2 separate regions of the Mus musculus genome follow, and region 1 is linked to region 2. A link is a contact called in public Hi-C data. All regions are on one chromosome and are shown on one strand. Each heading gives the region's core, a stretch centred on a gene start, on an enhancer-like site or on the middle of the called end of the contact. The rest is flanking DNA. Distances are from core to core; before and after follow the strand shown. Region 1 has its middle 72 kb from the start of Gm10610. Region 2 has its middle 54 kb from the start of A530021J07Rik.

The links. A called contact is a pair of places that touch in the nucleus more often than the background predicts.
Region 1: a Hi-C map of uterus shows a contact between it and region 2, with 2.6 times the contacts expected there. The contact joins two enhancer-like sites. A contact is called at or near these places in 19 of 484 Hi-C or Micro-C datasets (cerebellar granule neurons, cerebellum, cerebral cortex and 9 more), 9 of 115 datasets of contacts at active chromatin or transcription factors (astrocytes, differentiating embryonic stem cells, embryonic basal ganglia and 6 more) and 1 of 9 other capture datasets (embryonic stem cells).

Annotation. Positions count from the first base shown.
Region 1 is chr7:83,476,485-83,480,024 of GRCm38.p6, reverse strand. No RefSeq gene overlaps it. Among named protein-coding and RNA genes, the nearest start is that of Gm10610, 72 kb to the left of the region's middle. Within about 2 kb of position 1,869, at least 27 of the 459 cell types and tissues checked have an H3K27ac peak or open chromatin away from gene starts, as enhancers often do. A contact at or near this core is called in cerebellum, embryonic basal ganglia, neural progenitor cells and 1 more, where this site is marked.
Region 2 is chr7:83,200,568-83,203,999 of GRCm38.p6, reverse strand. No RefSeq gene overlaps it. Among named protein-coding and RNA genes, the nearest start is that of A530021J07Rik, 54 kb to the right of the region's middle. Within about 2 kb of position 1,744, at least 71 of the 459 cell types and tissues checked have an H3K27ac peak or open chromatin away from gene starts, as enhancers often do. A contact at or near this core is called in cerebellum, embryonic basal ganglia, neural progenitor cells and 1 more, where this site is marked.

The DNA.
Region 1 (3,540 bases), core at 620-3,119, 280 kb before region 2:
AGTCTTATGGCTGCTATCAGCTTTGAAACTAAGATGGTCACCTTTTAAAGCATATTTTAGTTTAATACATAGTTTAGTTTTAATCACTCTGTTTTTCCTCCTTAAGGTTGTATAAAATTGGAGCTAATTTTATTAAAGTTTCAATGGTTCTAAAATAACGTTATCCACTTGCTTTTAAAACACATGTTCAACATTTATTTATTAATCCAACTCCATTTATTAAGAGCTGGAAGAGATGGCATGAGTACGAGAATTTTTATCATTTGTTCCCTAGCACTTATCTTAGCATGTAGTAGTACCACCTACCTCAAAAATAAGTGCTCAAATATAACATTCTGGTGTATCCATATTCTCTTAATTTCTTTAATTAATTTTTAAAATTCTTTTGAAGAACCAGATATGGGCACATAGTGAGAGCAGCAGTGAAGGCAGAGGCACGTGCCAACATACAGCATTTCTCTGAGTTGATTAGACAGCTTAGGGGGAGGAGATACGATAGGCTAAAACTCCCGGAACACTAGGCAATATTTTTAGGGGAGATTCAAGTTGCAGAGAACAATGAGATGGATCAGCCTTGGAGAACAAGTGTCAGCCACTTCTGTGTCTAGGAGGTCAGGAAGGACACACACGCACAATGCACCCACGCCTGCATGCACACACACTTGTGCAAAATTGCCAAAGAAGAGAGTCAAGGGATCATCCTCAAAGACTGTACTCTTCCCAGAGTCCCTCAGAGAGTATGTCTTTCCCAAGGTATCTCATAAGTGGAAGAAATTGACTCTCACAGAGAGATTTTCAAGAAGTGATTGACAACAAGAGGACTTTTGCAGAGAAGTAGAAGTATGGGGGAAAGACACACAAGAAGCAATCTTGCAAAGACCCTACTTGAAAAGAGTTGGCAAGTACAGATTTGTGTTAGAGAGAAGTTAGAAGTTGCTCCTTGGGGAGAAGGTGCGACCTCAACTTTATAGTTGTGTAAAGTTTCAGCAATGCATGTGCTTGCAGCACTTTAAGAACAAAAATCCCTTATGTCCAAGGAGGGCCCATGAGTGCTGATATGCACACCATTTTCTGGTACACCTTTGGTCTTACAAAGAGCTTGGCCCTAAGGAGGACAAACGGTAGATGCTGAGATTGCCAGAGGGACTTTATTCTTACTAGGTATGGAATTCTTTAAGTGAAGGTGGATAAGGGGAAAAGGTTGGTGACGGGGTGGGGATGGGTTTAGGAGAAGGGTGGTAACAGGCTCCAAGCTTCACTTCTAGAATATGTTTAGCATGGGGTCATACATTTCATAGCAGAGCAGAAGTTATCACCTGCATGAGACAGAGATATGCCATGGGTCCATAACTATCATAACCCCTCTTAGGAAGTAGAGTTTCATTACAATAGCAAGGTTGCTGAGTATCCTCGCAGATCTACACATCCTAAAGAAAGGGTGTGTTACTTAAGTAAAACAGACTATCATCATTATGACAAGAACACTAATGTCTGAGCAGGGTGTGTTGGTGAATGTTTGTAATCCTAGCACTCTGAATGCTAAGGCAGGGTGATCACCAGTTCGAGATCAGCCTCGGCTATATAGTGAGACCTTGTTTCAGAAAGAATAACAATAACAATAACAAAATAATCCAGATGTTAAAACTATTCTGTTGTTTCTAATGCTTTCACTGAATTTCATAGTGTATTTACATGTGTTAACAGAGACCTTAAAAAAATCACCCTGCCATCCATTGGTTTGGCCACAGGATGAAAGACTGGCCAGGCTGGTGGCTCTTTGGATAAAGGGAGGATGTGAAGGAGGAAAATATGCCTCTGGTGGGAGGGGGAGATACTTTGAAGACCTTCACTTAAGGTTGGCAGGATGAAGGATGGTTTGGCTAAGGGACCAGTTTGTAGATGAAAGAGCCAGTGGTCAAGTGATTGGAGGTGGGAGCCTGTGCCAGGCTTTGGGCTGAAGTCCCAGTGACAGACTCCCTGCAGTGGGTTGCGGTGTAGCTCTGTGCTCCATCAATTCTAACAACAATGGACATCTGCCAGGAACCTTGCAGCCACTGACTGGCTCAGCCTGCCTTGTGTTTGCACATTAAAACTTTCTCCCTGTTCTCAATGGGGAAGCCTGTATAAGGGCAGAAAAAGCCGGAGTTAAATACCTTTATTAAGGCTCCGAGCACTTATGTAGCTGAGCAACAAAATCGAATGCAGGCTTCTGAGGTTTGTTTGACAATTTAACCTTTCTTGATGGCGGGGCGTGTGAGGATCTCTTTCAGCACTCCAAATACGAAGGCTGCAACATCAGGGGTTGGCAGCTTTCCCTGAGCCCTGGAGTATTTTTCCTCTAAGAAATGTACAGCTGAGATTTTAACCATATAATAACCTGCAAGGCTCCAATAATAAATTACAAGGTGGGCTGGAGAGATGCTTAGCAGTCAAGAGCACGCAGTGGTCTTCCAGAGGACTGACTGTTCCAAGTTCCTGTCTCTACTACCAACATTGTTAGGTTTACAAGTGCTTATAACTCCAACACATGGGAATCTGTTGTCTCTTGGGGAGCATCCACTCATGTGCACACACACACACACACACACACCACTAATAAAATGTAATTAAAAATTTTTAAGAGAATGTAATCCAAACAGAAGTCTACTTATATATAACTCAATTAAAAAAAATTTTTTTTTCTGTTGTTGCTAAATTAAGAGTCAACTATGATAGTTAAACGATTATCAAGATTTGCTGACAGTAGTTATCCCAATGGCACTCCATCTGGATCAAGATTTTACCTTCCCAAGGGTCTTTTGCTTGTAGGAATGAATCACTCAAGAACAAACCTACAACGGAGCAATGCTGTTCAGAGTCAGGCAGACACTGATGTTATGAAGGGAGTGAGCCACCTCATTCATAGTAATCCCATGGAGCCCAGTGTGTGCAAAGCCTGCGCTTTGCTACCAGATGCACAGAAGCCTCTGCTAGCACAGTCTGCCAGTTGGCAACTGGCCTTCATCTTAAAGATGGAAGAAAGAGCTGTCATATTAGCACTTTGGAGGTAGAGACTGGAGGATCAGGGCTTCCGTGTTGTGTGTGGCTGCACAGTCAGTTCAAAGCTAGCATGGGCTCTATGAAACCTATTACAAGCAAGCAGGCAAGCAGGCAAGCAAGGAAGCAAGCAAGCAAGCAAGCAAGCAAGCAAACCAAGTTGAAAGATGTAAGTTCCAGAGCAGCTGATTCAGCATCTCAAGATCTTACCAAGGCCATGCGTGTGCAGGGTCTGATACTGAGGAAAAGCTCCTGCCCACACTGGATTACTGCCCTGATAGTCTCTAACGAATGCAGCATATAATCACAGGATTCTGTAAATTAGTGGACCCACCCTGTCCATACAGATGGGAAGGGTAGAGTCTCAAACCCACTGCCAGATTCCAAGCCTGCCTGGCCACTTCTCAGATCTGTGTCCTTCACCTATCCCTCAATCTGTAGAGGACTGGCCTGAAAGACGGTTCTGTCTTCCTCTTCAGGTCTGTCTTCACGTGGATGGAATCT
Region 2 (3,432 bases), core at 495-2,994:
CACACACACATACTGTTACTTCTCATTAACACCCTAGACCAGCTGAACTGGTCACACTTTTCAGTCCTCTGTCTCAGCTTCATTTACATGGAGTTTCCAGCCTACTCTCAGATGTCACAGCCTGAATGGGCATAGAACCAAGCCACCGACCTAGTACAGAGTGCCAAAATGAATGGCCTAGCCTAGACACCGACCAGGTGGGAAGACTTCCACTGGGTAGGAAAATGAGGCTGGCAGAAATGCTAAAATCCTAAGGCACGATGCATGTGCTAGAAGTGGTGATTCCCAGGGCTGTGGCTGTAGGGCTCCCTGCAAGGAGAAAGGCAATTCCACGTTAATTTGGGGGGCTTGCAACCAGGTGTGCTTTGCGTTCACTTGCTTCGGGCTTTTATGGTCTCCCTTCTGCTTGGTACCATTTCATTAGGAGCCAGTGAGATGTATCTCAGCGTGGTGCAGAGAAACATCTCAGTGGAGCGCAGCTTGCCAGCATTTCTCCTTCCCTGGCGAGATTCAGGATCCCTAACAGTGGGTTTCTGATGCCTTGGAGGTGCCAATCTGTTTCCTGGATCTGCATGGACAACCTCAGTCCTCTCCTTGGTGAATTCTCTGATGTCTGGGCCGAGACTTTGCCCTTTTCATGACCATGGGAATAAGTTATCAACAGAGAAACAAGGAGCACCATCCTCCCAGTGAGGGACTATGGGTGCTCACTCTAGGGCTCCCTGGCCCTCCCGGTCTTTTGAGGCCAATAATTTTTCTTCCCACCCCATTTCAATCTCCTGATAGAAGACATTCTTTGTCATGGATAACTAGATGAACACAGAGCTCAAATGAACCACTAGCTGGGGGCTTTACAAGAGCATCCTTGGATGAAGCAGCCTTTGCAAGGCTTTCCAAGAGGGACTCACTTAGAGTGGCTTGTAAGGCATACATGCAAAACTAGGAGAGAGGCTGAATTTCACTTCTAAAAGGTCCCTCTTTTCCTGTTTCCTCCTTTAAACTATAAAGAGCTAGCCAGACAGATTTCCTTTGTCAAAGGAAGGCAGGCATTGTCTAGTCACAGAACTGCACCTAGATCTCTATTCACTCGGTAAACAGTCAGACTGATTTTTTGGGCATTTGGGATAAGAACTCAGTGTGAGTGTGGTATTATCTATATTGAAAAGAAACACTCTCCACTCCTTTGTATTTGTGTGACTGTCCAATTAAAAAGCACCCTCCAAGGCCAGGCAGATCATAACGAGCAGATGCAAGTGTTCAAATCCACATAACCCATGGAACTTGGGCACTGGCTCCTCAAATAACTGTGTGGTTTGGAACCATTTTGTTTTTCCAGTGTTGAACAATAAGCTGATTAATTCCCATTTTTCAAAGTCAGTTTCAAGCAGTAGTTTTTTTCTTCTTCTTCTTCTCCTCCTTTTTAACATCTACAGAAAACCTGGAAGGGAATACAAATTTCTTCCTGGAAAACACATCTCCCTTCCTGCCCTCCCTGCACCCTCTGATAAATAACATGAGCATGCAGTGATTTGCCAACAGCAGCTCCAGGCATGAAGCACAACATCTGCTAGCGAGACGCTGGAGAGACAGTGGAAGGCATGCTGGCTGCCTGCCCACCTTCAGACTCCAGATTTTTGCTGACAAGGCTGTCAATAAATGGGCAGATGGCATGGACTCTGCTGGCGGGAGAGTTCAGTTAACCTGACTCCAGACATTATCTCCAGTTCATGGTGCACTGGGCTGAGCCCTTCACTCGACCATTAAAGCTGTTCCTTGATGGAGCACAGAGAGCAAGACATAAGACTGGGAAGGAGGAGGCAAGCGCTCGCTTCCTTTAATTACATTAACTGAGTCTCTCCTGCAGTTGGCAGGCAGAGTGAGTGAGATTATTTAGCCCCTGTGACCACGGAAGTGGAGCGGGAGCATCCACACTGTATTTCATGCTGTTTAAACATGGGCATCCCATCCTCGGGAGCAGAGTACCTCCCTGGGGATAGAGTTTGGCATAAAATAAACACCCAGTAGGATGGATCTGGGGTCCTCCCTTGCAAGCAGGCAAGCTCTTGCATTGTCTTACAAGGACTGTCTGCAAACAAGCTGCAGCCAGTGTTCTTTACCCAGAAACAGCTCTGCTAACTGCAGAAACGTCCTCTAGTGGCGACTTGGGTAAAACACCCTCTGCCATCTGAGCATGCTTCAAACTTGTGGCAAGGGCAGTTTAATCTAAACTCATCAGACTAAGGAGCTGAGCACTGTGCTCTGAAGTCAGTTATTTAAGCAATCGGCCCTTTTTTCCATCTCTGCAGAAATCAGCTGCTGGAAGTAATACATGCATCAATGCTACACACCCGCATGGTATTGCAGAATTACAAAGTGACTTTGCATACTTTAACAGTGGTTTTTGACTGGGAGTGACTTTGCCCCCCCCCACCCCCCAACCCTATCCCTGGCCGGGGACAATGCCTGGAAACATACTAATGTCTCTAGGACAGAGAGCAGCAATGCTGCGGAGTGTCTCCACTGCACAGGCTTCACATTCACCCACAACAAAGAGCTCTTCCGACCAGAGTGTCAGCAGTGCCAGGGTTGAGAATCCTGCATCAGGACAAAGGAAATGAGTGAACATTTCTCACATCCCTTGAAAAGAAGAGCAAAGAAGGAGCAGCTGGTGGGCATGCAGAGGGGAAGCTGGGGATTTGCTCTTCGTGTCCCAGGTAGACTCACAACAGTGTCATTATTCCAAATGCTATTCACTAGTCAGGAAACAAGCAGCTCCCCAAGTTCTTACAGCTGTACTTCCATCAGATCTGAACAATGAAACATCGCATCCACGAAAGCCATTTTAGTCTAATTCATGTTTATTAAATGAGAATACCCACCTGGCGCCAAACTGGGACTGCAGAGGCTTCAGTGGAAGAGTGTTTTAAAACTGGTGCCTGGGTATTGTGGCTCATGCCTGTAATCCCGGCACTCAGAAGGCTAAGGCAAGAGAAGTGCCATGAGTTCCAGGTCAGTCTGGAGTACAGAATGATACTCTCTCACACAAGAAACACACACACACAGACATGCACACACACACTTATGCACAGGTACATGTTCACATATGCACAGGCACACATGCACGTGCACACACACATGTGAATGAAATCAAAAGATTAAATAAACCTAGCAATTAAAGTCTGGGACAGAAATCAGACTGGAGGGGTTGAGGGGGAATTAAGCTGAGCACAGAATATATGAGGGTAGGGGCTTAGGATTTAACAGATATGATCACATTTTCATTTGTCGTCTGTGGTTTGAGCAGCTTTGCATGTAACCACTAGTCTTAAAGGTATAGCACTCCTTTAAAGATATCGGTGAAGCTAAACACTGGCCTCTTTCTTGTTAGTTTTGTAGAACTGTGTATCCCTGCCCCCTGCCCCAAGAAATCAT